Regions from separate parts of the Mus musculus genome. Here all the other regions are linked to region 1. The links are chromatin contacts, called in public ChIA-PET, HiChIP or PLAC-seq and promoter capture Hi-C maps. All regions are on one chromosome and are shown on one strand. The core of a region is the stretch at or near the end of the contact, and the rest is flanking DNA. Distances in the headings are between cores, read along the strand shown. Region 1 holds the start of Cyp2d22 (cytochrome P450, family 2, subfamily d, polypeptide 22). Region 2 overlaps Nfam1 (Nfat activating molecule with ITAM motif 1). Region 3 overlaps Gm41366 (a long non-coding RNA gene). Region 4 holds the start of Nfam1 (Nfat activating molecule with ITAM motif 1).

Region 1 (4,559 bases), core at 323-2,822:
ACGCTACAATCCCCTGTGGTGCCTGCTTCAGCTTCTGCCATGACTGTCCTATGATGGACTGTGACCTAGAAGTGTAAGCTGAAACCAATCCTTCCCCCCCCCCAAGTCACTGTTGATCCAAGTGTTCATGTCACAGCTATACATCGCCTCTTCTGTTTCCTTTTTATTTCTGCATTCCTTTCCTCTTCCCCTCCCCTCCCCTTGCCCTTCTTGTGTAAGTGGTATCTTAGTGTTCCTCTTTGACCCTCCTTTCATCTCTGTTTTATTATTTTTTTTTATTTGTTTTATTTTTTTTTATTTTATTTGATTCCCATTATTTACTTTGGGGATTAAATCAGCATCTTTTAAAACTTATTGTTAGGGTGTGTACATGGAGTTGGGGGAGATGCCATCTAGAGAGGTCAAAGGACAACATCTGGGATTCCGTTCTCATCTCCCTCCTTGTTAAGGCAGGGTCTCCCTTGCTGTTACTGCCACATTACATATCCCAGGATAGCTGACCAGTGAGCTGCCAGGCATAAAACAACACCTTAAACTTACAAAAACCTTATTTGAATAACAAGTTACCTTCTGTAGTATACAGACACAGGACATCTCGTCTAGTCTCTCACCCTTCCCCGCTATACTATCTTTGCCACAGATAGCATGTTTATATGTTTTGTACTCATGAAGACAGACTTGTAACTGGTGTTCTATGCATCGGTTTTCAGGCATACAGACAAAAAGAAAGGCCTTACAACCCGAAGCACGCTAGCACTTTTACCGCGTTGTTACTGCGCCCTGTGCTCATTTCTTCTATGGCTGTGAGTTAACTGGCTAGCATCACTTCGTTTCAGCATGGAGAACTCCCTCTACTGCGCCCTGTATGCTAAGTCCACTGACACCAATGACCTTCTACATTTATCTGGAAATGACCTGCTTACTACTTAATTCCCGAAGGACATTTCTTTATTCTTAACAAAGAACATGTGGATGATGTTCTTCAGGATGTGCGTGTGTTATCCTGTGTGTGGTCTTCCGGTCTCTGTGGTCACTGATGAAAAATTAACTCTTAATCTCAGCATGATCCCCGTGTGTGTAAAGGGTGAATGAATGACTGCTTTTTACATTCTCACTGCAGTTCCCTCTGTCTTCAGTGTCCACAAGAACCATCTGTCGCTCACTGTGGTCCCTAATCCCTCTGGGAGCACAAGCTAAGTCCCAGGGGGCTCTCTGGGTGCTGGGGGAGATAGCAAGGTTTTGACCTTGGACCTGTCAGGGCTGAAGCCTCCTACTCAGAGCCCCGCCTCCTCGTTGCAGTGCCTCCTCCCAGGAAGGCCCCCCCTCCTCCTCCTCCTCCTCCTCCTCCTCCTCCTCCTCCTCCTCCTCCTCCTCCTCCTCCTCCTCCTCCTCCTCAAATCGGTCTCACCTCCCGGGAGTGGATCCGCCTCCTCAGAGTGTCCCCCTCATGCTCAGAGTGGAAGCCTCCTCCCCAGAATGTATCATCCTCCTCAGAGTTGCTCCGCCTCCTTCCCCTCCTCCCCCGCCTCCTCTTCTCCCCCCCCCCCCAACCCCATTCCTCTCCCGCCTCCTCCTCTTCCTCCTCCCCGTCAGAACGTGCCCTCCTCTTCAGAGTTGCTGCTCCTCACAACTCCCCCTCCACCTCAGAGTGAATCCTCCTGAGTTGCCCTTTTTCCTCGAGCTCCTACTCCTCCTGTTCCTGCGAGGCTCCAGACACCTCTTGCCTCTCCTCGGCTGAGTTTCAGAACGCACCGGTAAAGGCAAGGGTTGCAGGGTTGCGGGTCTGCCCATTCGCTGTACAAGGGGTGCGAGGCGGGCCCCCACCCCAACCCCTGCGCTGGGGCTACCTTGGCACTGGAGCGTAGCAGTCCCTCCCCCTGGGCGGGGCTGGAGTGGGCAGAGGGGAACCTCCAAGGGCCTCCGAGTAAACTGTTTTCCATTGTCCCAAGCTGAGGCTAAGATGCTAGAACCTCCTAGAGTCTGATAGAGGGCAGGTTTTGAAGGGCTCATCCCCTAAGACACAGAGCCTGGGAACCCGCCTGTAGCCAGGCCGCAGGGCTGAGAATCTCTGTCCTATAGTAAGCAGAGTGGAGCCTGACCCTGGACCTTTGCATAACCTGCCCTTTGGCGTGCATTCTAGCCTTATCAGGGACAGGCGGTACCTAAGCAAACCAGACCTCTCTCCGAAGACCTCTCTTTTTGCCCTTTGGGGCTCAGCGAAGGTGGGGAAAAGAGGGTGGGGACGGTGAGTGGACCCTGGACCTCACAAACTCTGCTGCACCCCCTGGAACTGGGATGTTGTTGTCAGTGATTGGCTTAGAGGATCCACCCCCATTTAATTAGGAAAAAAAATCTACACTGAGCTGGGCACAAAATCCCAGCACATGGGAAGCAGGAGCAGGAGGATCTCTGTGAGTTTCTATGACAGTCTGGTCTACATGTCTACATAGTGAGTTCCAAAACAGCCAAAGCTACATAGTGAGACTCTGTCTCAAAACAGGAAGGAAGGAAGGAAGGAAGGAAGGAAGGAAGGAAGGAAGGAAGGATAGAAAAAAAGGGAGTGAAATTCCTTGTATGTTCAGTGTAGAAATTCCCTTTTTTTTTCTATCACCAACTAGAATGTACAGTTAATACCTTGTACTCTATCATGGCTGTCCCTACCCAGCAGCCCACCCAGTTCTTGTGGGTGTCAGGGCAGCAGCAGACACTGGAGTATTCTCTCTGTAAACAGCCAAGCATTCCTCGCACCAAGTGTCCTACAGTTCTTGCCTATGTTAACTAACAGACTATTCTAGAGATTTGCTTTCCTTCCCAGCTGTTGGTTTCGTGGGTTTAAACCAGATTCCATACCGTAGCTCAGGCTGGCCTTGAACTTGATGCAATCCTGCTGCTTACAAGTAAACTACCGTGTGTATTTAGCCCTGAAGTTTTGAAAGTGTTACTGCCCACCCACCCCCCAGCTCTGAGGGTGTGAAGGGTCGGAGGTTTTTCCTGCAGGGACTGTCTGAAGGAGCTAGAAAGAGTTGCCTTGGGGCTCCCAAGGAGAACAGCAGAGCAGCTGAACTAAAGGTTTTGGAGTAATTCTTAATGGAACACAATGTTTCAAGAGAAAGTGAATGGAATGTTTTCCAAGTGTTGACAGTGACTAAAGTGGGTCACCAGCTTCTGTGCTCTGTGTTAGGCTTTTATACTGCTATAGCTTGCCCGGTTTCAGACTGCCAGTTCCGTGTGTGATTTCTAAGCTCTAGGGCACAGTTCGCAAGTTCACGCTGATGATGAATCAGAGGTTACGACTTTGAGACAGTTGGGTCCAAGTACATTTTTACTCAGCTACAAACCACCGACCCCTCATCCTATCCAGCTGTCTGGCAGGGAGAGAAGAGGCATGTCCTAAGAGATTTCTCTCCACTGTCAGAAATGCTGTTCAACGGGCAGGGTCGTCTTTTTATTCACAGAAAATACTGGTGGGGGGAATGTGGCAGTTAGCGTCTTGAGCCCTTTGTGCTGTTGCCTGTGTCCTGACAGGCTGTGAGAAGACAACTCTTGGCAGGGGGTGGGGAGGCACTCAACGGAAGACTGTGGTCCTACTAAGTGGGCAGAAGAGGGCCTGTTCAGTGATTATGCTGGGAAGTTTCTTGTGCTCTCAGAAACAGATTGTCAAAAAGGAAGTGTTCCTATTTCTAAGACACCGCACAGGCTTCTGCCCCTTCACTGCCCCATCAGAGTTCTCCTAGATGTAGTCTCTTCTTGCAGGAAAGGGGTGGGGGAGCATTGGAAATATAGTGCGGCCCAGTAGAAGGAGCCCCTGGCTCCCCTCTACTCCTGCAGGGTTGCATACTCCGGGAAGCCACTCACTCAGTTCTCAATGAGCCTGTGACCCTGGTGGGTCTCTTCACTGCCTGTCCTATAACTTAGCAGGCTACACTCTAGTGTCAAAAAGTAGGATTGGGGACCGTGCCACAGAGATTTAGGGTGGACAGATCCTATAAACAGCCCCACTGTCACTCTGGAGCTCTCTGACAAGGCAGGCACCTTCCCACTCTGGGAAGGTGAAGGAAGAGGACCTGTCAGGTCAGGGGAAGAGCCGTGCTTGCTGTGGGCACTGCACTCGTGTCTCTGCCTTTAGACACAGCCACAGCAATGGGAGGTCATGCAACACATTCAGAGGGCCAACGACATTCCTATCTTTCTCGTGAAAGCCTTTTGGCAATATCGGATCGTCTTCCCAAACACATTTCTTGTCACCTTCTTGGAGTTTCAGACTTATAAGCGCTATGAGCCCCCTGTCTGTTTGACTGTCTGTCTGTCTGTCGAGTGGTATAGCAGCAGGCATTACGACAGCAAGGAGGCTTCATGAGTGTGAGTGCTTGGTCAAAACTCTGTGTGTGTGTGTGTGTGTGTGTGTGTGTGTGTGTGTGTGTGTGTGTGTGTGTGTGATATATTCATTAATCCCCTTGAGGCCAGATCTACTTCCTGTGTTTGAATGGTCCCTTCAACGAGAAAGAGGCCAAGGCAGGTGACGTACGTAGACCAGAGTACAGGGGTCACCTTGATTTGAA
Region 2 (4,558 bases), core at 1,682-4,181, 620 kb before region 1:
GCACTGTCCTAAGCCAACCTAGAGGTTAGCCCCAACTCTCCCACCAGGCTAATGAGCATTTGTAACTGTCCATTGGGCAATAGGAGGCAAAAGGTCTGTCTATAGGACCTGAGACAGACAAGTGACCAGGGAGCGCCAAGCCCAAGAGAGCCCTAGCGTGGAGACATTCAGATAGCCCAGTCTAATCCAGTGTAGCCCTGCAGTGCAGAGTTGAGGCAGGCAGCTTCTCCCACCATACCTGATCCCATTCCTGAGGAAGGCCAGGAAGACAGAGCGGGATCGGAGGTTCAGAAGTGTCCTGCTGATAACGCCTTACCCTGCATTTCCCAGCCTGCACAGCAGGTCATACCCTGAATGCAAATATAGCCAGCAGGTCAGGACCAGCAAAGGTTCCACTCTGCCGCAGCTAAGTGAGCGCGCCCTTGCCTTTTGGAGCACAGACACCAGGAACAGGGTGCCCTTCCCTTTTTTTTTTTTCCGTCCCTGGCTTCTCTGGGCTTGCACCTGCTGGGGCAGCCCCTAAGAGTGGACACATGAGGGGGAACCACCTGTGATGTCCAGCTTTGTCAGGTCTGAGGAGGGTTTAAAAGGTCACAGTGTGACTGGACAACATGTCCCGTCCTGTGTGCTGAGAGGAGGCCAGGGCTCTGGACAGGCAGAGACCCACACTTGTCAGACCAGGCCTTGGAAATGAGGCAGATTGGAAAATCCTCTCGCAGACTCCACCCTGTATCTGGCTCAGAGATGCTGTGAACAGTCCTCAGGACATCTATACCACCCATGTCTGATGCCCTTGAAGTTAGGGTCTCCCAAGTGCCAAATGGTTTATTACAGGGGTTTTCATGTGTGGCTACCTCTGGGTGCTTTCTTCCCTTCTCCCCTCCCACGTCTCCACCCTCCTCCTGCCTCTGAGCACCACCTGTCTCTCCAGCCTGCCTCACCAACCCCTGCTTGACTGTTGCCAGGGAAACCGCCTCCTTGGCAACAAGCCGGCATCCATCTGACAAGTACACCAGGGAAGGGAATGCTTCTGCCTCTTGCTTGGGCCGTTGCAAGCTCTGTTCTAGAGCCCAGATATACCCCAGCTGGGGTCACAGAGAAGGGGAACGTTGTGCCTTCCCTAGTGACCATCAAGCAACTGTATATTAAGCAACTACTATTTGCCTAACTTTGTGCAAGGCTCCTTATGTGCAAGCTCATGTTTATTCATGTGTTGGGTCTGCAGGACAGATGTGATAGTTTCCGTTTTGTGGATGGGGAAACCGAGGCACAGAGAAACAAAGAAGCTTCCTGTGGTTGCAGATATCAGAGCCAAAAACCGAACCCGGTCTTGTCTGTCTTCAAAGCCTGGTTCTTCTCACCATCTTGGAATCTGTGGTTTGGTCTCTAAAGACTCTAAAGTGAACTGGCCCACAACACCTAGTAAGGTGTTCCCTTGCCAACTCTCATTTGGCGGTATTCTTGGTGTGCCAAGTCCAGCTATAGAGTTAGGAGACAAACCAGGCATGGTCCCTATCCCCAGGAGGGTCCCAAGACTGAAGGTTATGGATGTGCATTGGGGAGTGGGCTACTACAGAGAGCCCCAGGGGAAGTTCTCTCTCTGGTCATGGATTTGCAGGTGGTCAGAGGGGAGAGTGGAAGCATGCATTTCCATTAGAGACTGAGTGGAGCTTAGCTAGCCAGAGAGGATGGCTGAAGGGATGAAGGGAAATGACTGGGAGAGAGAAGCATGTACTGGGCTCTGGAGTTGGACTCTGGATTCCTCCAGCGAGGCATAGGATTGATGGGTGAGGAATGAGAGCCTCTCTTGGGTGTCTCGGATGTCTGTGAGCCCAGGATGGGTGATGAGGAAGAGGAGACTTGGAAGGTGGATGGCTATCTCACCGGCAGAGTCTGAACCAGGGAGTGAGTGAGGGCTGAAGTTAGCAGGGGGGCCTGAGTGTTATGCAGAGGAATCCCCGCTGCTAGGGCCTCAGGGACCTAAGGACCAGCAGAGATGGTCGACAAAAAAGGCGTGTCCTTTCACCAGCCAGGTGCAAGTCTGGACAGAGTCCAGGGTTGATGGTGGTGCTTGAGGAGAAGTTGTGAGGTACAGACAGAAGCAGCTCATCGTACAATTAGGACAGGGACTTAGGTGGCTTATGACTGACAGTTTTAACGGTGTGACTGCTCACAACATGGGGACAGTGTGTGTGTGTGGGGGGGGGGGGGCATTGTCCTCCCCTGGGCTTCCACAGCACATCAGGTTAACAACAGGCAGGAAGGATTGCTCCAGGAACCTGGGGACGGCCTTTCTCTGTACCTGCCACTGACCCCGGTACCCTATTTCCTGCAGTCCCTACAGCGTCGAGAGACGGAGGTCTACGCCTGTATGAAGGAAGAGACTGGAAGCCCTGTCTTCAGCCAAAGCCCAGCCACCAAGGTATGCCCTGGGGCTGGGGACCCTGGAGCCTGGTTCCTTCTGTCTTACCTTCTGACCCATGGATATGCTATGTGAATTTAATAGACCAGAGAATTGGACCACCTGAAGTTGAATGGCCCCCTCCCCAGAAGCTGCCCTAGTGGCCTAGTGGACTGGGAGCTTTGAATTTGCTTGATGCTGCCTGCATGCAGCCTGGGAGGAGATATTTATCATTCTGTGCTTGAGTGTCCTGGCCAGAGTAACCCTCACCTCCCAGGCTTGCTGTGAGGACAGATCACTGTGCTGAGAGGGCTACCTAGGACCAAGTGTGCACTCACACAGTGTGGTGGCGATTATACTTAATGCTGGTGAGCACTGTGCCAGTTGACTACACTGGTCAATCAGGTGAGAGCATAAGGCTTCCTTTCATATGTGCGCTAGTGCCAGCTCTTGCTGGCCTGCTCAAGACGGCCATTATAACAGGGCCCTGGGCTCATTCCTTAGTCACACTTCCTTCTTAAACCTCAGTTTGCTCATCTGTAAAGTGGGTGAGTCATATTGACCTGCGCTACCAGCGTTTTCCAGAATCCAGGAGTAACATGAGCACTGGAGCTTTGAACTCTACAGGGCAGCGGTGTGGTCCAGCTGGTGTGGGAGGCCTGCAAGGTGGGTGGTCTGTCTGTGAGCATGCTGGAGAAGCTTCATGGAGTACAAAATCTGGTGCTCTGCCATTCTCAGCCCAGGCTGGAAGTGTTTGTTGTTGACTCTCTAGGTCTAGAAACCCTGAACTAGTCCCTAACCGGAAGCACTCCCACCCTGGACCACTGAAGATTTGGGTTCCATCTCAGTCGCTGTCTATACAGGATTAGGTTCTGGGGTGCTAGACAGGAAGGTGAGGTACCCTGCCTTCTGGGAGCTTACTCTGTGGGAATAAACTACTGACTCAGAGGGCATGCAGAGATATTGGTAGGCCAGAGGGACTGGTCCTGTGGAAAGGTCAGGTTAGGGGGAGGAGAAAGGAGGGCTCTCTGGTCCAATTAATTAATTAATCAATTAATCAATTAATTAATTAATATGTCTGGCTGTAGTTTCCCATCCCTCCTCTCTTCCCAGTGTCCTCCTCTGCCCCCTATACTACCCCTGGTCCTCTTGAGATCTTGAAGTATACCTTGTAAGATGAATTCCAGTAGCTAGGTGCTGCGTGGCTGCATGGAAGAGCTCACATTCCGGACCAAAGGAAAATCATGAGGGAGAGGCTAGGGGAGCTGACTAGGGATAGCCTGGTGTAACTGGAGGGTGGAGGGTAGGTATGGAGAGGCATGTCAGGAGACGAGGTGGGTTTGGGGACAAAGGCCATGTTTCTTGTGGAAGTGACTCTTGGGAAGTTCTCTGCCTGCCCCCTCGACCAAAACTAAATCACTACAAATTCAAAGCCAGGCATGGTGGCTCGCGCCTATAACCCCTCCCCACTCCACCCCCACAGCACTCAGGAGGTGGAGACAGAAAGATGGGATAAGTTCAAGGCCAGCCTGGGCTACACAGTGAGTTCAACTCAACAAACATTGGTTCACATTTGTTCTTTTCCTGACTAATATTTTCCTCTCTTTTCCCCTCCCTCTCTCCCTCTCTTCCTCTCCTAGGAGAAGCTGAATAGATTTGAGGATGACAACGAATTTAACCTTGTCTATGAAAATCTCTAGAAATTCTACAGGCTCCGAGACTTGTCTTGAATTAGGACCCCAGAGCCACAGCTCTTGTCTAAGGACCTGCTTTGGGTCAGGAGTAGGGCCTTCAGGACAGGCCATCATCACCTTACCTGCACAGCAGGGCTTTCCCCATCTTGGCCTGGTCTGCTCTCACATTCTGCATCCCAGCCTGAACTGTTAATGTCTCTGGGATTTTGCCCAGGCTGTTTCTTCCATCAGGAAAGCCATTCCTCCCCTGGCCATTTCTCCATGGACAAAGTGGTCCTCAGTCCCACGGGGCTCTTGTGGATCGCATCTCTTTCCTCTTCACCCCTTACTGCCACCCCTGCAGAGCTGTGTATGTGGCTGTCGTGGCATCGGCCTCCCAATTTGGTCCCCAGGCAGACGTGGTCCTGTGAGGACATAGCAGGACCCCTGTTAGGGCTCTGCCTGGCCACTGAGTCACTCCAGC
Region 3 (4,991 bases), core at 90-2,589, 700 kb before region 1:
GCAGTGGATGCAGACTTGCAAATGTAACGACAGCCCGCTTAGACCATCTAGCCATGCCAGCTGGTCTGCTTGGTCTGTGAGACATTCTCTTAAGTTGTCATTGTTGTTTACGCAGAAGGTCTGACATTATAGCCCAAGCTGGCCTGGAAATCACTATGTAGCCCAGGCTGTTCATGAAATTCCTGTCTCAGATCACAGGCGAAAGCCACCATGCCTGGGGCTATGTGCCATTCTTTTTTTTAAGATTTAGTTTTGTGGGGCTGGAGAGATGGCTCAGCAGTCAAGAGCACTGGCTACCCTTTTCGAAGATAGGTGTTCTGTTCCCAGCCATGGCCACCAACAACTGGTTGTAACTCCAGTTGCAGCAGATCCACACCTTCCATGGCCTCTGCAGGGATGCTGGCACTCAGGAGCAGAGGCAGGCAAATCTCTGAGTTTGAGGCTAGCCTGGTCTACAGAGTAAGTTCCTAGACAGCCAGGGCTACACAGAGAAACCCTGTCTCAGAATAAAAGAAAAACTATTTTGCCAAGTGTGATGGCACATGTCCCTGGAATACCAGCACTTGAGAGGCAGAGGTAGAGGCAGAAGGGCTGCTGAAAGTTAGAGACTGGCTTGGTCTCCATAGCAACTTTCAGGCATTGCAGGATCTGACTTTAAAGGAACAGAATAGAATGGCCTTTCCCAGTGTAGCTTTAAGGCCCGACTCCACCCACCCAGTCCATCCTGGGCCTCTGTCTTGTCGGCTGTAAACGGCTGTGCACACTGTCATTGGCTGTGAGGCTTAAACCAGCCAAGGGCTCAGAGGTTTGCCTGGCACAGGTGGGTCTTGAGGCTCCTTAGCCGTCAATTGACCAATTCCTTAGTCAAGACATAATGTGCTCAAACTTAGGGGGCTGCAGACATCACCAGGAGATGCTCTGCCAGGAAGAGGGCAGAAGCAAATGTGTTTGATGGGAGCAGAGAAAACTCTCTGAATGTACACACCTAGCCTTTATTTATGTGTGTGTGTGTGTGTTTAATGTGTTCTAGGGATCTGAAGAGTTCATCGTGTTTGCCGGCAAGCACTTTACCAGCTGAGCCGCATCCCCAGCCCCACCCACTTGTGGACTTCTTCAAGTGAGCATGTCGCTATCCTTGGTCCTCCTAGTGATGGGGAAGGCAGGACGGATGGAGGCACGTTGTTGTTAGGAAGAGCCTGAGGAGGCTGCTGTGGATCTTACTGTTTGCATAGGAGAGGGAGGCCATTTCCAGCTCAGGAAACAGCCTGACCACAGGCGTGGAAGAGAATGTCTAACGGGCAGAGGGACTGGCAGGAAGTCCTGCGGCACAGGCGGAGGGGCACAGAGGACGTGGGAGTCAATCTCACCTGTAAACACACATTGCGCAATCGAACGCGGCGTGATGCCAGCTCAGAAACGTGAGCGATTGTTGGTTTTGAATCGGCTCTAGCTGCGTTATGCGGTTTTTCTTTGTTCATTTCTCACACGTTATAGGGTGCTCTTGCCAGAGACTTGTCAATACCCGTCTCTTCGAGGATCCAGCTGTGGCTCCACTGATTCGCTCTTGGTTTTATCCTTGACAGATCTGTTTCCTCTGTGATTTCCCTCCTTCCTATTTTGTTATCAGCTACCAGTTATCAGCCTTGGGTTTTCTGTTCTGTGGTGGGCACTGAAGGTTACGCCTCCCCGGAGCCTTGCTTTAGAATGAATGTCCTTCTAGGTTCATCTCCTGATGACCTCACTGTCTTAGTTCTGAGTAGTTTCTTGTTTCCCTTCCCTTTTCTTTCTTTCTTTTTTGTTTTTTGTGTTTTGTTTTGTTTTGAGACAAGGTTTCTCTGTGTAGCCCTAGCTGTTCTGGAACTCATTCTGTAGACTAGACCAGACTGGCCTCAAACTCAGACATCCCTCTGTCCCACTCCACATACACACCCATGTTGGGATTAAAGGCATTCTTTTTTAGAAATATTTATTTATTTATTATATGTTAGTACACTATAGGCGTCTTCAGACACCCCAGAAGAGGGCATCAGATCTCATTACAGATGGTTGTGAGCCACCATGTGGTTGCTAGGATTTGAACTCAGGACCTTCGGTAGAGCAATCAGTGCTCTTAACCATTGAGCCATCTCTCCAGCCCCAATTAAAGGCATTCTTAAGTTTCTTGTTTTCTTCTGAGGTTTCCCTTACCTTTAAAAACACTTTTTTAAAAGACAGGCTCTTATGTAGCACCAGCTATCCTAAAATTGACAATGTAGCCATGGCTGTCTTTGAACTCTTTTGCATGTGTGTGTGTGTGTGTGTGTGTGTGTGTGTGTGCGTGTGTGATGTCTGTATGTATATGCATACATTTGTGTGTATGTGGTTGTGTGCGCCACAACACACATGTGGAAGTCAGGGGATAGCCTTGGGTAACAGTTTTTACCGTCATCCTTTTGGGACAGGGATGTTTGTGGTAAGGTCCAGGCTTAGCTGACCCACCAGTTCCAGGGATTCTCCTGCCTTTCATCTCACCATAGGAGCACTAAGATCACAGGCACACTGTGTACCTGTGTTTACACGTGTCTGGGCACGGCACTCAGGTTTACACACTTGTATGGCCGGTGTATTTACTTGCTGAGCCCCCTGCCAGCCCAGCTCTGATCCTCCTGGCTCCACCTCCCCTAGTTCTGGGGATACAGACCTATGCTGCCACACTGGTTCATCCTAAACTCATATAGTAGCTCCTTCATGAACTGCAATGTCAAAACATGGGTTTAAAACAGTTTTGTGATCTATGTCTAATAGCACAGCCCTGTGGCCAAGTATCATTTGCTGTGTTCAGTGACCTGCTGTATACACAATTGTTTGAGTCTTCTTGAGCACTTGGAAAGGTGTGCCCTCCCACTCCTGACACAGCCTGTTGCTGTCCACTGATCCCACTGTCTCTGCTTTGAACTGCTGCTTCATAACCATGTACTGGGTGGTTAGTGTGTCCTCTGTGTGACAGTCACAGGCATCATGTCACTCAGGCTTGTCTTCAAAGGCTCCTGCTGAGGGAGGCACCGTTGGCTGGCACCCTCCGACTGTTGTACCTTAGGCCACTTTGGCATTCAGGTCAAAACCACATTCCTGTTCCTCCTGCCCTGGTGGCTCCCAGCCAGTGACTCCACCAGGGAGTCCTGGAGTCAGGCCATTTCTGACTGGCACCCAACTCCTGTACACTGGCAGTTGTTGCTTGGCCTGGGCATAGTCTTCTTAGAGCCTTGCTGGAGTCTGCGATCTCTTTTTCTTCCTCTTTCCTTCTGTGTCTTTTCACAGATGAGTCTAAGACTCCCGTAGTCTCCCTCACACCCTCTTCCCTCTGCGCTTAGAGCCCTCTCCAGTATCAGAGTACCCAATGACTTGGTATTTGCTCTTATAGAATGTTAGTCATACCTCCCACCACTGAGATAAAATACTCAATATAATCAGCATTCTAAAAAATGGTGCATGTGTGTATATATGTGTGCATGTATGTGCATGTGTGCTCAGGTGTATGTTTGCATGTGCAAGTGTGTGCATTATGTGTGCATGTGTGTACTTGCTGTATGTGTGTATGTATGTGAATGTACCTGTGTGTTTGTATGTGCAGGCATGCCTGCGTTTATGTGTATATGTGTGTGTATGCCCCCATGCATGTATTTGTGCCATCTCATGGGGGTCAGAGAACACCTTGTGATAGTCAGTCAGTTCTGTCCTTCTACCATGTGAGTCCCAGGGATTGAACTCAGGACATCCAGTTTGCAGGAGAAGCCTTTTCCTGCTGGCCGATCTGCTGGCTCAGCAAGACACTGAAAGGGAAGAGCTGTGGATTTTAGCTCCCGTGGCCCAGGCCATGGTTCTTGGCTCACAGAGAGGCAGAACATCATGTCAGCCAGGGCAGGTTGAGAAGGCTATTCATCTCACTGCTGACAGAAAGAAAGAAAGGAAGCTAACTCCAGCTGCTTCCTCCACAAGACCTCACCTCCTAATGTCCCAACAGTTGGGGGCCAAGTGCTCAGTACAGGAGCCCACAGGGGACATTTTACCTTCAAATTGTGAGAGAATCTAAACAAGCAATAGACTCCTGTTTCTGTTTCCTCTAACTCTGACTATCCTGTGTGTCTTTTTCTTTTTAAAAATACTATTTATTTATTTATTATTTTATGTATATGGGTGCTCTAGCTGCATGCACACTTGCATGCTGGGATTTGAACTCAGGACCTCTGGAAGAACAGCCAGCGCTCTTACCCGCTGAGCCATCTCTCCAGCCCCCTGTGTTCTGATTTTCTCTGTCTTCCTATTTTCTTTTCTGTAACAGTTCTTTTTTTTTTTTTAAAGATTTATTTATTTATTATATGTAAGTACACTGTAGCTGTCTTCAGACACTCCAGAAGAAGGAGTCAGATCTCGTTAAGGATGGTTGTGAGCCACCATGTGGTTGCTGGGATTTGAACTCCTGACCTTCGGAAGAGCAGTCCGGTGCTCTTACCCACTGAGCCATCTCACCAGCCCTCCGTAACAGTTCTTGACATGATTTTTTTATTAGGTATTTTCCTCATTTACATTTTCAATGCTATCCCAAAGGTCCCCCATACCCACCCCCCCCAATCCCCTACCCACCCACTCCCTCTTTTTGGCCCTGGCGTTCCCCTGTACTGGGGCATATAAAGTTTGCAAGTCCAATGGGCCTCTCTTTGCAGTGATGGCCGACTAGGCCATCTTTTGATACATATGCAGCTAAAGACAAGAGCTCCCGGGTACTGGTTAGTTCATATTGTTGTTCCACCTATAGGGTTGCAGTTCCCTATAGCTCCTTGGGTAATTTCTCTAGCTCCTCCATTAGGGGGCGTGTGATCCATCCATTAGCTGACTGTGATCATCCATTTCTGTGTTTGCTAGGCCCCGGTTGACATGATTTTTATGTGCATAGAATTCCACACTTATGATATCCTGTTGATGGATCATCCCTATTGTCCTGCATAATAATCCTC
Region 4 (4,573 bases), core at 1,631-4,130, 650 kb before region 1:
TCACAAAGCCGTCCACCCGAGCCAGCCAAGCCTTCCTCCTTCCCTGGCGTCCCCTTGCTCTGTGTGCTGTCTGTCCCTTAGGTATTCAGTCTGAGCAGAGGTTCTCAACCTATGAGCCCCTGTTGGGGCTGCCGAATGACCTTTACACAGGGGTCACCTAAGGCCTTGAGAAAAACACAGAAAGTTACATTGAGATTCAGAACAGTAGCAAAATTAAAGTTACAAAGTAGCCACGAACGTAACTATTTGGTTGGGGGTGGCGGGCCAAGATTAGAGAATGAGGATGGCTGAGAACTGCTGCGCTAGGATAGTGGTTAGAAATCACTTTGTCTTCTCTGTGCCTCAGTTTCTGCACCTATTAAATGGAAGGAATTTCAGATACCAGCACATAGGGTTGCCATGCCCATTAAGTTGGAGGTGAAGAGTGTTTGGCCCCAGCGGCTAGGCTGGACCACACAGTCATACTGAGTTGTCCTGGGTTATCTTTGTTCCCTTTAGACATGGCTCCTCAAGATGGGCTCTTGCTCTTCTGTATCTGTTAGGAAGGCTGGTGCTGTGGGCAGAGGATGTGCCCAGCGAGATATAAAGGGTAGATGGGGGGTAAGCGGGTGCCTAGTGAGACCCACGCCACGGCTGACATGTGCTGGCCCCAGGAATCTCATCTACAAAGTCAAGCTCAGAGGCCCAGCCCAGAGCTGTGAAGTCTCTGTTCTTTCCTGTCCTCCTCCTACCTTCGAACCTTGCTACTACTTATTCAGGGCTCCTGCCTGGGGCACAGGACAGGAAAAAAAAAACAAAAAAAAAAAAAAAAAAACAGCAAATGGAATGGAGCCCAGGTGGTCTACAGCTCAAAGCACTGGGTGACAGGTGCTGGAGAGTCACGGAGACCTTTAGGTTTCTGAATGCGCCTTGGTTTGATGTCCATTGGGTTGTCACCTGGGTCAGAGGGGCTCTGCTTCTCAGGTCTGTCCCTGCCTCTTCCCAGTAGCTCAGGATCCCCACGGTGATGCAGCCCCTCAGCCCCCTCCCCTCCTTTGCTGTGTTCTCATCAGCCCCACCCAGAGCCCAGGCAGTGCTTGGCCTCTGAGCAACTTCCTGCACCAGCATGAAGTCTTGTAGAGTTGAAGACCTGTGCAGGGGGTAGGACAGTGAGTGGCTTGCTAGGTGTTCAGCAGGGTCCCGTAAGGCCCCGCTGCCTGCAGCTTAGGTGCAGGTATGCTGTCAGGGACTGACGTTTATCTGCACGGGATGCACAGCAGTACCAAGCACAGGCAGGGAGGAGCAGCTAGCTGGCACCTGGGCAGGCATGGGGACAGCACCAGTGTTGGGGAAGCCAGGATCTGTGTTTCAGGCAGCCTGGCACTCAGGCATCTCCTGGTGCCAAGTCATGAGGAGACTCACGGAGGCGCAGCCCGATGCCTTTAAAATGCTCCCTCTGTGCACCGAGGCATTAACATGACGTCTATCACCATGGCACCGGAGTGCTTAGACAATCTGCTCCCCGCAGGAGCTGGGGAGCGGCGTGAAGCAGATTATCCATGCTTCGCTGTGACACTTGTGATCATGTATCACCTTGATGGATCAACAGCCAATACCGCCTGGGTCCCAGCCCGCCCCTTCGCGCTGCCTCTTCTCCTGTTCATACACATCTTCCTCTGCGGGTGGGTGGCCTATGGCTGCTTGCCTCTGCACACCAGTCTCAGGGTTCTTGCTCCCAAACACCCTGCAGCTTTCACTGTTAACTGTGCAGAGGCCAAGGGGAAGGGATTTAGGCAAGGTACTGACAGAAGCCCCCATGGTGATATGAAAGGGTGGGGGAGGGGGGGAACATCAGCCACGTGCCCAGCCTCCACCACACTGGCACAAGTGGCAAAGAAAATCCAGGTAAAAATCTATCTGTCCTTCTCATTTATGCCCCACAGACCTGCCGGGATCATGAGCTAGCTGCTTCACCTCTTCATGCTGAAGTCTCTCACTGGTGTGGTGGGGCTACTCAGGGCTCTCTTGGGTTCACGGCTCTAATGAGAAAAGTCGAGACTCAGCAGGTCTGGCCCTCAACTTCTTTCCTGCTGCTTTTCTCCCCTTGTCCTCTCAGCCCCTACCTTTCAGGTCACAAAACAGACACGGGGCTCCAGGACCTTAGGAGTTCTCCCTAGAGTCTGCAGAGGATGGCCCCTCCCCCCCTCATAGGAAGCCATCACTGTCCCAGTACTGAGACCTCTAGCGCCATGGGGGCTTCGAGAGCAGAGCTGATAAGGAAGGAGGCAGTCAGGGGCCTGTGTCTCCTCTTGGGTGGGGATGGGGTGAAGTCGGGTTAGGGAGCCCCCCCCCCACCCTAGGAGGAGGAGTGGGAGGAGGAGGAGGAGGAGGAGGAGGAGTGGGAGGAGGAGGAGGAGGAGGAGGAGGCGTATCAGTTCAGGTGGATCAAGAGGAGTTCCTCCGAAGAACCAGCTACTGTCTCTCACTCCAGGATGTGTTAAATTCCCTCCGGAGGCTGGGACAAGTGGCTTAAGGCCCTTCAGCCTCCCAGTCTGCCACTCCTCTGCTTATTCTTCCCCCACCCTAGGCTCCCCCCACTCCCACCCCACCCCCCCTTCAGGACACCTTCTCAAGGGATGGCAGGGACCTTGCAGGGATGTCTGAGCAGGTGGGATTATGGTCATTTTTAGGGTTTCAGACCTAAGGAGCATGGCCACCCAGCTTCCAGGACAGGGTCCTCTGCTGCGAGGGACTAAGGAGGCCCCAGAAGCCCGGGAAAGCCAAGGTTCCTACCGCATGCTCTTTTCCCACTGTGTGGCTTGGATGAGTTGGAGCCCCAGGCTGTTTATCTGTTGGAACCCCTCACCAAGGTTGCTTCCGCTATTTCAGAGGGAGGTCAGGGTTTCTGAGAGGAACCGCCTTGAGGAAGCAGAAGGGTGTCCAGAGGAGGAACTTATGGGGACACAAAAGGGAACTCTAGCTGCCAGCAGGGGCCTTAGTCTGCAGTGACCTGAAGCGGAAGGAGGAACAGGCTTTGATAAGTGTCCAGCTTGGCGCACGGTATTCCATGGAGAGCTGGCTTCTGCGACGTGGGGCCCGAGTGCGATGCCTGCACCCACCCAGCTGGCTCCCAGCCTGGTGCTTCCTCTGTTTGCTGCCGGTGCCCCAGACCCTGCAGCTAACAGGCAAGTCTGTCTCCTTCTCACGTCCTCTTGTTCGCATACATCAGAGTGACTTTCATCCAGCGGGAACAGCTAATTCCCGGGACCTGTCTCTGGGGATTTGCTGGTTGCGTTTGAACATTGTAGACTTCATGTGGGAAGCCTTCGGGGACTGAGAAGATATTTAGCTAATGCCTCGTCAAGGTGGCATTTGAAGGGGTTGTGGGGGGACGGTGCTGTGTCTTCACCCCAGTGTTAACAGCTTTCCTGACAGCATAGCTTAGGCCTCCTGGTCCTTAAATAAGGAAGGTGGGTGCTGTGTTTTTGAGGTCAGGTGTGGAGTCCATGGAAAAGACAGCTCTTACAAGGCTACTGTGGTAGAGGAGTTCTGTTGAATCTGCCAGGTGGTGGAGCTGCCCTGGGTGCTGCTGGTGGTGGTTGGTGAATACAGAGAAAGGCAGTCAGAGCACGGCATCCTGGGGCCACACTAGAAAGGGTCACACTTAGCACTTTCTAAAATGCAGTCAGAGGCCAAGGATTTTATGACCAGCGAATCTCCCCAGGGCCAACACTGCTGTCCTATCCTAGTTCCAGGCTCCCTTGGAAGCTGGGAGGTCTGGATTCAAAGCAAGCTGTGGGGTAGAGGCCAATTTATCTAGGCCAGCGCACCTCCAAGGGTGTCCCTCTCAGGTGTGTTCCCTGGTGGTGCTGGGTAATGTCTGTCAGGCACTATGTGTTCTTGCCTTGGCCTGGCTAGCAGCTGGTCCATTGCTGACCCAGGGACACTCCACTGTGGAGGCTGAGTACTAACTGTTCTCTGTTTGACTTTACTTATTTATTTTATAAATCATGTGTGTGTGTGCGTGTGCCTGTGTGTGCCGAGGTGAGTTTACGAAGGTCAGAGGCCAGCCTCGGGTGAACATCCTTGCCTTCTACCTGTTTGAAATAGCCTGCCTGCCTGTCTGTTTGTCTGCCTGCCCACCCACCCGCCCATCCGTCTGTCTGGTCTGTCTGTCTGTCACTGCTGTGAATGCCAGGCTGGCTGGCCTGCAAGCTTCCAAGGATTCTGTCTCTGCTTCCTGTCTTGTGGCAGGAACAATAAGATCAGAGACACGTGCTACTCTGCTTTATTCGAATTCCAGGGTTTCGAACTCTGGTCCTTACACTTATGCTGTGAGCACTTTGTCCACCAACGCCTCTCCTCGGTGCCACTTTGACTTTGATGAGGTGACTGGGGGTTCTTTGTCCCTGGATTATGTCATGTCCCCTTTTTCATTTATATCTGACCATCAGGAATTAGCGTGTAGTGAGCCTTTAATGTCCTCAGCATCATCTCACTGACAGGGAGACAAACCCAGGGATGTCTATCAACATGTGTGGAGTCAGACAGCAGAAAATTCAGAAGTCAGGCTGCAGGCCAGGGTCAGCCTCAG

What was found. Promoter capture Hi-C pulls out the DNA fragments that hold promoters and counts their contacts. ChIA-PET counts read pairs in DNA pulled down with a chosen protein or histone mark. HiChIP or PLAC-seq counts read pairs in DNA pulled down with a chosen protein or histone mark.
Region 2: a promoter capture Hi-C map of trophoblast stem cells shows a contact between it and region 1, with 4 times the contacts expected there. The contact joins the enhancer-like site here to the promoter of Cyp2d22 in region 1. A contact is called at or near these places in 3 of 39 promoter capture datasets (embryonic stem cells and trophoblast stem cells) and 1 of 115 datasets of contacts at active chromatin or transcription factors (bone marrow-derived macrophages).
Region 3: a contact with region 1 is called in an RNA polymerase II ChIA-PET map of memory CD8 T cells, with 5 read pairs. The contact joins the enhancer-like site here to the promoter of Cyp2d22 in region 1. A contact is called at or near these places in 2 of 39 promoter capture datasets (cranial neural crest and embryonic stem cells), 1 of 484 Hi-C or Micro-C datasets (embryonic stem cells), 4 of 115 datasets of contacts at active chromatin or transcription factors (embryonic stem cells, memory CD8 T cells, neural tube and 1 more) and 1 of 9 other capture datasets (adipose tissue).
Region 4: a contact with region 1 is called in an H3K27ac HiChIP or PLAC-seq map of microglia, with 5 times the contacts expected there. The contact joins the promoter of Nfam1 here to the promoter of Cyp2d22 in region 1. A contact is called at or near these places in 6 of 39 promoter capture datasets (3T3-L1-derived adipocytes, cranial neural crest, embryonic stem cells and 2 more), 5 of 115 datasets of contacts at active chromatin or transcription factors (astrocytes, embryonic stem cells, microglia and 1 more) and 3 of 9 other capture datasets (embryonic stem cells, liver and pancreatic islet).

The regions. Positions count from the first base shown.
Region 1 is chr15:82,377,273-82,381,831 of GRCm38.p6, reverse strand. It overlaps Cyp2d22 (cytochrome P450, family 2, subfamily d, polypeptide 22), which reads left to right and starts at 1,572. Exons shown (of 10, transcript NM_019823.4): 1 at 1,572-1,754.
Region 2 is chr15:82,999,279-83,003,836 of GRCm38.p6, reverse strand. Nfam1 (Nfat activating molecule with ITAM motif 1) reads left to right here. Exons shown (of 6, transcript NM_001271411.1): 5 at 2,336-2,422; 6 at 4,042-4,558. The coding sequence ends at 4,101. Among named protein-coding and RNA genes, the nearest start is that of AW121686, 20 kb to the right of the region's middle. Within about 2 kb of position 2,931, at least 1 of the 459 cell types and tissues checked has an H3K27ac peak or open chromatin away from gene starts, as enhancers often do. A contact at or near this core is called in trophoblast stem cells, where this site is marked.
Region 3 is chr15:83,072,514-83,077,504 of GRCm38.p6, reverse strand. Gm41366 (a long non-coding RNA gene) reads left to right here. Exons shown (of 3, transcript XR_875504.1): 3 at 1,031-1,829. Among named protein-coding and RNA genes, the nearest start is that of Gm41366, 7.2 kb to the left of the region's middle. Within about 2 kb of position 1,339, at least 25 of the 459 cell types and tissues checked have an H3K27ac peak or open chromatin away from gene starts, as enhancers often do. A contact at or near this core is called in memory CD8 T cells, where this site is marked.
Region 4 is chr15:83,031,704-83,036,276 of GRCm38.p6, reverse strand. Nfam1 (Nfat activating molecule with ITAM motif 1) reads left to right here and starts at 2,880. Exons shown (of 6, transcript NM_001271411.1): 1 at 2,880-3,164. The coding sequence starts at 3,047. It overlaps Gm32620 (a long non-coding RNA gene), which reads right to left and starts at 2,961. Exons shown (of 3, transcript XR_384275.3): 1 at 2,773-2,961; 2 at 1,925-2,018.